2 separate regions of the Macaca mulatta genome follow, and region 1 is linked to region 2. The links are chromatin contacts, called in public Hi-C maps. All regions are on one chromosome and are shown on one strand. Each heading gives the region's core, a stretch centred on a gene start, on an enhancer-like site or on the middle of the called end of the contact. The rest is flanking DNA. Distances are from core to core; before and after follow the strand shown. Region 1 holds the start of LOC144337759. Region 2 overlaps FTO (FTO alpha-ketoglutarate dependent dioxygenase).

The links. A called contact is a pair of places that touch in the nucleus more often than the background predicts.
Region 1: a contact with region 2 is called in a Hi-C map of fetal cortex germinal zone, with 2.5 times the contacts expected there. The contact joins the promoter of LOC144337759 here to the enhancer-like site in region 2. A contact is called at or near these places in 4 of 14 Hi-C or Micro-C datasets (blood, fetal cortex germinal zone, fibroblasts and 1 more).

Annotation. Positions count from the first base shown.
Region 1 is chr20:49,757,309-49,761,946 of T2T-MMU8v2.0, forward strand. LOC144337759 reads left to right here and starts at 2,515. Exons shown (of 2, transcript XM_077984760.1): 1 at 2,515-2,808. IRX3 (iroquois homeobox 3) reads right to left here. Exons shown (of 4, transcript XM_015126150.3): 1 at 4,014-4,638; 2 at 2,727-3,843; 3 at 2,478-2,544; 4 at 1,535-1,973. The coding sequence starts at 4,280. The coding sequence ends at 1,919.
Region 2 is chr20:49,254,059-49,258,695 of T2T-MMU8v2.0, forward strand. The region is part of intron 1 of FTO (FTO alpha-ketoglutarate dependent dioxygenase); the gene reads left to right. Among named protein-coding and RNA genes, the nearest start is that of FTO, 74 kb to the left of the region's middle. Within about 2 kb of position 1,388, at least 2 of the 40 cell types and tissues checked have an H3K27ac peak or open chromatin away from gene starts, as enhancers often do.

The sequences.
Region 1 (4,638 bases), core at 1,265-3,764, 500 kb after region 2:
AAGGAGACGTCTCTTTGGCCTCTGAGGAAGGGGCTGGAGGAGCAAGCCAGCGGAGGAGCGGCTTTGCCGGGTGTCCACTAGCGGTTCGCCAGCCCTCTGTGCGCTCGCAGAGTGACACAGAGGCCGACACAGCCCCCTCCCCACCCGCCCATGGGGCGCCGCTGCACCTTGATCGCCCCCTTCGCGGAAGGGACTCCCGAGGCGCGGCGCTGACCGCTGGGCCCGCACGGCCCAGTCCTGTCGGGCTCCGCTCTGCTACCGCCGGGTCTCGAAGTTGTGCAATGTTGAGCCGTGTCTTGTTCCGTGGCTTCGGGGAATGTGCGCGCTTCCCATACCTCCCTGGAACGCGGGAGATAGTCACACGCGCCACTCTGAGGGTCAAACACCCCGCATCTGGCCACACCGCGCCACTGTGAGGGTCAAACACCCCGCATCTGGCCACACCGTACCTTTAGTAACGTGGGGAGGGGGCAAAAAAAATGTGTCTCTCCTTCTTACCCCGAGGTGTCACTCGCCCAAACACTCCCTACAGCTTCTTCAAGTCAAACTTGGGCCAGGCTGGCTGGCTGACTGCGAGAGGAAAAAGAGGGTGCGGAGGGGGCGCGGCGCGCGGCAGGGTGGAGAGGCCAGGGAGGCGAGGCGCCGAGCGTCCCCTTTGTCCTGTAGAGGGAGCTCCAGCCCCAAATTTCCCAGCTGCCTCCCCCGGCCCGCCCACCCCAGGCCCGCCTGGAGCCGGAATCCCGGCTGGAAAGGTGCTGCGGGTCTGACACCCCCGCAACCCCTGCGCCGGGACTTTAGCAGGATGCCTCTTCTAGGGCACGTGGGAAAACCCACCAGGGTGCCAAGACGCACAGATGCTGCCAGGACCCGGGCTCCCAACTCTCAACTAGAGCTGGGCAGTCACACATCATCTAGAGGGTTGATATGTACCCCTAGGCTCCCCTCTTCTCCATATCTGCCTCCACCGTCACCCCACACCCTGGCATTTATAAAGACAGAAGGGGTGCAACCGGCTTGGAAGGAGGATGGAATCTGGGCTCGTACAACCTCTTATAGGTAACACTGAGAAAGCCTCAATTGTGTCGATCAAAGAATGGGGACGGGGGCGGGGCGGGGGGGAGTGATGAGAACACGCCCCCACCACCCGCGCAGGCTAACCCCGTTGTGTCCAGACCCTTCTCTAAATCTTTTGGCAAGGTCGCCAGAGAAGGATCCAAGCCACCGCGGTTGCTCCCGTAGAACTGTGGGTCGGGCCCAGATTCCTGGCTCTTAGCAAAGAATCTTGTCGGGGTCTCCCACCTGTCTCCTGCTCCCGTTCTCTCCGCCGCCCCAGGTGCTTTTCCAGCCACTTCTCCTGCTGCGGCGCCCCCAGCCCCGCCACTTCTGCGCCCCCTCAGCTATTGCTGTCGTTTGACTACTCGGTCCTGATTCGTCTCTCGTCCTTTCCCGCGAATTCTTCAAACAACCAAGGGGAGAAAAAACCCCAAAAACAAAAAAACACCAAACAGATCCGTCGAGGGGGCAGACAGGCGGGTTATAGTCAAAGTGGCAGCAGCTCATTTATTTAGCCAAAAATAGATACTTTCTCGTACAATTTGGTTCACACATATGTACATTTCTCTGTATATATACACACACACACAAAGGCAGACACGTTTATTCTCACTGAAACTCCACCCCCCAAAATCAACCGAACAAACAAACCTCACAGCGAATGCGGGGTGCCACAGAAGCGACTTGGGGAGGGCTGAGGAGGACTGGTTTTATTTCTTTTTTCTTTCTTTTTTTTAGTTTTGCTTTTAGGTATTTATACACTGACATGCTTACAAGTTGTAACTATACAGAGCGATTTTTTTTTTACAATTATTACAACGATTAAAAAAAGTTTTTGTTTTGTTTTGTTTTGTTTTTTAAAGAACTAGGATGAGGAGAGAGCCGATAAGACCAGGGCGGCGTCCAGATGGTTCTGGGGCCTGGAAGAGAGAGACAGTAATAGCAAAAAAGGTGAGATTCAGGAGCGCAGAGGCGGCCTAGGGCCGGGAGATCCTACTTGGGTTGGGGCCGAGAGTCAGGAAGGTGTCGCAATGTAAAATTATGTCCAGTTGTAGATGTGTGTGTTGGGGGTTTAACTGTAGGGTGGGCACGAGGCGTCAGGACCCGAGGTCTGGGGCTGGAAAGAGGTGAGCATCAGAGAGCCGCCACCCGCCCCAGTGGCCTGTGGGCCCAGCCACGCAAGGCTTCCCCTAGAAGGTACAGGCGCTGTACCCACCGGCCGCGCCTGGGGTGCCTGGGCTGGACCTGGAGAGCTGTCGCAGGGCCTACAGGGGCGACCGAAGAAGTGACTTTCGTCCCCTTTTACAAAATGCGTCCCAGCAGGGTTCCATGCTATTCCCGGGCAAAAGGCCGTGCGTGGTGCTCCACGTTCTCTCCTTTCCCCTCCTGTCAGTCCCTCCAGCCCCCCAACCTCGGGGTCTTACCGCCTGGGCACGGGCTGGAAAGCTGTCTTGAGTAACTTTTTCTCCACTTCCAAGGCACTACAGCGATCTAAGGGAAGCGGGGGAAGAAAAAGGAGGGCCTTTAGAGCGCTCGGTTCCGGCGCCCAGGGCCGCAGAAAGCAGGAGCGGAGAGGGACGCGCCCTGCGCCTCCCGGACCCTGCCCCTCCCGGCCAGCTCCGGCACTATCCGCAGAGCCCGCCCCCGCTCCGCGTCCAGCGCTCAGCAGTCACCTGTTCCGCCTTCGGGCTCCGCGGGCCGAGCGAAGGCGGCGGCGGCAGCCGGGTGGCCCGCGGCTCCGGGAAGTCCCAGCAGGTGCGGAGGGGCCGAGCCCAGCAGGGAGAGCGGGTGCGGGCGGGGACCGGGCGGCGGGCCTGGAAACGGCCGGTTGGTCCAAGCCGGGAACTTGCCCAGCGGCGCTGAGACCAGTCTGTGAGCGGCGGCGGCGGCGGCGGCCGGAGAGAGCTGCAGGGCGGGAGGCGCGACCGCTGCCCCCGGGGGAGACCCCCCCGCGCCGGGAGGCGAGCGGCGCGGGTTGTCCGGGCTTGTGGCAGTCTCCGCGAGGGACCAGATCTTGGGCTTCTGCAGGGCGGAGGCGGGGATTGGTGCGGGAGCGCAGGGGTCCAGGCCCACGGGGGGCGAGGGCGGAGACGGTGAGGACACGGCCACTGGTGGTGGCGCTGGAGCCAGACTCAGGACCGGTAGTGGCCGGTCCTCCAAGCCCTCAGAGCTGTCTTCTGAGTCGCTATTTTTGGAGTCCGAAATGGGTCCCAGGCCGAGGTCGCCATCCCTGCGCGCCGCCCCAGCCAGGGACAGCTCAGGCCCGGTGGCCGCGCCGTCTAAGTTCTCCAAATCGATCTCCTCGTCCTCGTCGTCGTCCGCCAGGCCCTCGCCCCCCGTGTCCTCCTCCTCCCCCCCGAGCTCCTCCTCCTCCAGCTCTAGCTCGCGTTTGCCATCCTCCTCGTCCTCCTCTTCGTCTTCCTCCTCGCGCTCGCTCCCATAAGCGTTTCCCTCCTCGTCAGTGCGGCTGCGAGGCGCCCAAGTCATCTTATTCTCCTTCTTGAGGCGCCGGCGCGCGTTGGCGAACCAGGTGGACACCTGGGTGAGGGTCATCTTGGTGATGATGGCCAGCATGATCTTCTCGCCCTTGGTGGGGTAGGGGTTCTTGCGGTGCTCGTTGAGCCAGGCCTTGAGCGTGCTGGTGCTCTCCCTGGTGGCGTTCTTGGGACGGGACGGGTCCCCGAATTGATACTGGCCATACGGGTAGAAGGCGGGGTGCGGGTGCGGAAACGCGGCAGCCGCGGCCGGATGCTGCACCCCGGGGCTGTCCTTCAGCTCATACTGCGCGCCCTGTAGGCACATGGAGAAGGAAGGAACACGCGCGGAGGGAGCGCGGGTGAGCCCCAGCCGTCGCTGCCTCCCCCCTCCTGGCCTGCACCCCTCTAGTCCGAACCCCGCGCGCTCAGCTCGCCCTGCGCCCCAGCGCCAACCCCTCCTTCCCTGGCTCCGCGGGCTCTTACCAGCTGTGGGAAGATGGGCAGCTCCGCGGCGTAGGGCAGGAAGGCGCCGTAGCCTTGGGCGGCGGCGGCCGCCGCGGCCGCGGCGTAGGGCGCCCCGTACACGGACGAGAGCACGTTGGACAGGGACCCCGAGGCGGCCAACTCTGTGGCTCCGGCACCCGGGCCGCCCCGGGCCCCCGCACTGCCGCCGCTGCCGCCAGCGGCCCCCGGACGCTCGGACGGGTAAAGCGGGCGGATGTATTGGTATCCCAGCTGGGGGAAGGACATGGTGGCCCGCGGGGCACGGACGGAGAGGGGGCCCGGCCCCCGGGCCGCCCAGCTCAGCGCCGCCCGCGGGCTCCGGCGCGCATCGGGAGCTGGGCCGGGCTTGGGGCCGCGCTGCCGCCGGCGCTGCGCTGTGCTCCGCGTTCGCCTATTGATCTGCTCCGCGGCGGCGACGGCGGCGGCGAGGAGCCAGGTCAGGTCCGAACAGATTGGCGGAGATTCCCGGGGCTCCGGGCTCTGATTGACATTTCTACGGGGCGCAAGCCCCTCCTCTCTGCGCCGCGCTCCCTCCTCTCGGCCGCCGGAGCTGCCTTTGCCCGCGCCTCGCTCCTCACTGCCCTCCTCTCCCCAGCAGTGTCGC
Region 2 (4,637 bases), core at 138-2,637:
AAGTGAATGGCCAGATTCTGGAATGTTACTGCCTCATGACTATGTTGCCTGCGAAAAAAGTTGAAACAGTCAAGGTGATGGCCTCCATTTTATTTTTGACTTCTGATTCTCACATGCCGCCATTAAATTGATGAAACTTATTTCTCATCCAGAACTCCTAGCTGCAAAAAGGTCTGAGAAATATAGTGTTTACCTTTCATCCTCTGCTCTACAGGAAGGCACAATAAGAGGAGATTGGAAGGGTGCTGAGTACCACCTTATCTACCTCTTCCCCCAGCATGTTTAAAATAAAATATCTTTACCTCCGACTCGTATTGCATTTTCTGTCCAGCACAGCAGCTAGTTTATTGGACCCTCAGTAGATGTGTTAATGACATTGACTTCCTTATTTCTTTGTATGGCCCCACCTTTCCTAGTCATGTGTTTTGGTACCATATTAGATTTCAGATCCACCTACCTATCTGTAACTCTTGATTCCTATTCATTTCCATTGCTGTCTTCTTGTTCAGGTCCAGCTCCTCTCTGCCTGGGCTTTTGCAGTGGTCTCTTTATCTGGCCTTTGGTTTCTTTCACTGTAACCATATTATAAGTAGATTGGTGTTTAAAAATCAGAACAACAAATAACAAACATGCTTCCATTGTGCTCCCTGTCCTTCTCAAAAGCTTTTTGAGGCTCCTCATTACATGCAGGATAGAATCCAGACTCCTTAGCTTGACTTTCAGGACCTACCATAATCAGGGTGCAATCTATCATTCCAGCCTTATCTTCCATTTTCCCCCTGCTGGAACTGAATTTTAGCCAAAAGGTCTAATCACTGATGTCTGAGTGTCTTGTCCTTTACTAACTTTTCAGCTCTGCTATCCTTTTGCCTGCTTTTAATAGTCTGTTTTCTTTTCTCATTTATTTATTCCTTTGATCGCTTAGGCACAGTTTTTTTCTCCTTCTTCATACTTACAGCATGGTTTACTAAGGCGTTTTAATTTTATTACCTGTATTGTTAGTTTTCTTTTTATGACTGTATACCTTCCACTCCTTTTTATGTAGACAATGTAAATATTTGTTGTGGATTGATTTGTTGATTTTTCATGGTTTAGACATCTACTTGCATGGGAAAAAGGGGATGGTGGAGGGTCAGTCTGGGGGCTGAAGCGGTACTCTAGCTGTGTGATTTTGTCCTTTTGATTACCATTGAAAGGACAAATTAACTATTTGCTTTGAGCAAACTAATGCTGAGTTTTGTGGATTTAGTGTTTGAAAAGGGCCCTGGGAAGGAAAACCCTGGAGTTGAGCTCCTTATCCCCGTTTGCCAGGCTGGATGAGCTCCATGTCCATACCCCTGCATTGCAGTTTGCTGAAGTGTGGGTTGTGAAATAGCAATGGAATTTGTCTGTGGTTTCTCGCCAGCGAGGAGGAGGAAGAAGGATTCTGAGTAAATCAGACATGCAAATTAGTAAGGCCCATGGGCCTTAAGCGAATTACACAATAAAGCCCAAAGAAATTCACTTTGGCTTCTTTCTGCTTTTTGTGTGTGTGAGAAGGCAGCTATTATGTATTTGCTTTAGGCCAGAAGTTCACAAATTTTTTGGCTTCAGGACCCTTTTTTACTCCTAAAAATTATTGAGGACCCAAAAATCTTTTGTTTATATGGGTTATACCTATCAATATTTACTGTACTAGGAACTAAAAAGCCTTTATTGATTTAAAAATAGCAACACCCTTTCATTACAAGTTAATGTAATGTTTTTTATGAAAAATAACTCTTTTCCACTGTAAAAAATTAGCAAGAAGTGTGCCATTGTTTTACTTTTCTGCAGATCTCTTTCCTGTCTAGCTTGATGCTTGATTCTTACACTTTTTTGTTTAGTCGCTGTAATACGTTGTTTTGGTTGAACTATATGAACAAAATCTGGCCTCACACAGACAGTAATGGAAAAAGGGAGTATTTTAATTGCTTCTTCAGCTATTAAATGTTGATATTTTTCTTTGATATTATTCCCAAACTTGTCAAGTGATAGCTTCTATTTTAAAACATTTTTGTTTTTAATTGACAATAATTATCTATATTTATGGGGCATGTTGTGATGTTCCATGCACACATTGTGGCGTGATTAAATCAAGCTAATTAACATACCTATTGCCACACATACTTATTATTTCTTTGTGGTGAGAATACTTAAAACCTACTATTTTAGCAAATTTGAAATATACATTACTGTAAACTAGTCAGCATGCTGTGCAACAGACCACTAGAACTTAGGTGTCCTGTCAAACTGAATTTTTTACCCTTTGACTAACATCTCCCCTTTCTCCGGTCTATCCCACCAACCTCTGACAATTACTGTTCTACTCTCTACTTCTATGGGTTTGACTTTTTTAGATTGCATATTTTAGGGAGATCTGTACCTGGCTTATTTCACTTAGCATAATGCCCTCTAGATTCAAGATTCATCCATGCTGTCACAGATGACAGAATTTCCTTTTGTAAGGCTGAATATTATTCCATTTTCTTTAGACAAGTGATAATTTCTTAAAGGTTACTTGCAGGGTGGAATCTCAAGCTATCTTAATTAACGTTTCCTACTTTGTTATATTAAAATCTGTTTATCTCTTTTGCACTTCGAATGCATCTTTTACATTCAAATGATTTTGTAACATTACGTTTTGATCATTTGGAAAATTATCATGTCACTGAGTTATACAGATCTTCCAAATGTTGATGCATTTCATTATATAATGTAAAAAAAGGTTACACTCATCAGTATCACCACTGATCTTATGGTACAAGTCTTTAAGTATTGGGAAGCCCCAAGCTCAAGGTAGCAAATATAAATTTTCTAAATGTCTGATTTTTCTTGACAATCTGAAGTTTATCATTGGTAGCAAATATGGTCAGTTGTTTTTCTTGAAGTGGCAAGCTCACTTTATTAATTGTTGAGAAATGTCTGTCAAATACTCAAGTCTGATTAACCAGAAAAATATCAGTCAGCTATTTTTTTCAAGTAAAAATGGTGTTCTGTGGGGCAAATTCAGCCCAGAACTCAAATCACACATGTACTTTTCTTTGAGATGACCATTTTACTTTGGTATTTATCAGAAGTACTTTATGTATGTTTCCTAATTTGTCACACAGTATAGTAAAAAGATAGCTACTTAAAGCTCAAGATTTAATAGAATTGATGATTTTTCCTGCCTTACTGAGGACATGCTTAAGTGAAACTAACTTCCTTTCTCTTCTTTCTCTTTTAAATGGAATGCGTGGTAAAGAACACAGTGACTGGTAAGTTTTTGAGGTCTATTATGATAGCCTGCTGACTATAGTTAAAAATAATGTATATTTCAAAATTGCTAAAATGATAGATTTTAAATGCTTTCATCACAAAGTATGTGAGGTGATGGATAAGTTGATTAGCTTGACTTAATTATTCCACAATGTGTACAAATGCGGAAACATCACATTGTACTCCATAAATATGTATTACTTGTCAGTTAAATATAGATATTAAAAAAACTGAATACTAGTTTAGTTGGGTACCACTGGCTTGATTAGTGACAAGGCACCTGCAGTTTTACCCAGCATTCTTTTAAACCATCAGTGGAAATGTCCACACAGCAAATAACAGTATTGTTATGAAAATAGTATTGATCTTGTGGAACCTTTGCCAAATTTCCGCACTGTACCAAATAGGAAGATTTGAGTAGCTAAAAATTCAGAGTGGAATAAGAGGCAACCTGGAGGAGAAAATTTCTCTCCTGTTCTGAGATTGCTGTTAGCCCAGGATCAGAATTCCTGGGGCCTGATTTTGTGAGTTTAAGAAGCACAGGGAGATTTTTTTTTTTCCCTACCTGCCTTTGGTGATAATACATGTTTAACCTAACTCAATGTGATTGTGGGTTTTTTTGTTTTGTTTTGTTTTGAATTGTTGTTTCTGTTAGAAAAATAATGAATGGCAAGGGCTGCAGAGATCAGTTGTTTGTGAGATGACTGAGAAGGTAATAGGACCTCCTATTTGGGCCATTAAGAAAAGCCTTCTGTAAAAAAAGAACCCATTTTGAGCAACATGCGAAAATTCTCTAAGTCAGTTGGCCTCATTTGTAAGCCTTTGATTGCTTTATTTGTTTGTTTGCTTGCTTGTTTATTTATTTATGTTTGGAAGGCAATCTTTCTGCTTCCTGAATGGCTGTCAGAGCTCCCAAATAACATCATCCCTTTGCTGGTGTGAATATAGCCTAGACTTGAGGCAGCAATTAACTGATCATGTAATAGAAGAATCCCAATTTTCCAGTTTCTTTTTTTAACTTCTTGGGTGGTTGGGGCACATCATTGAAACAATTATTACATTTACTCAAGAGTTTGTCTTTTCTATTAAAAAAAAAATTCCATCTAAGTGCCTTACGGTGAAGAGGAGGAGATTGTGTAACTGGAGTCTCCCCTTAACTGGTCTTTATTGTTAAAGAAGAGTGATCCCTTTGTGTTTCAGCTTGGCACACAGAAACGGTTTTAATTTAACAGTCCAGCTCCTTTAATAGATCAATTCTCTATTGTGGTTTGAATTTGGTGCACTCCCAATTTACTCTAAGCTTCTATGGGCTTCCTTGGAGAAATTGGGGCAGAGATGCCAAAGAGTCATTTTGGGTA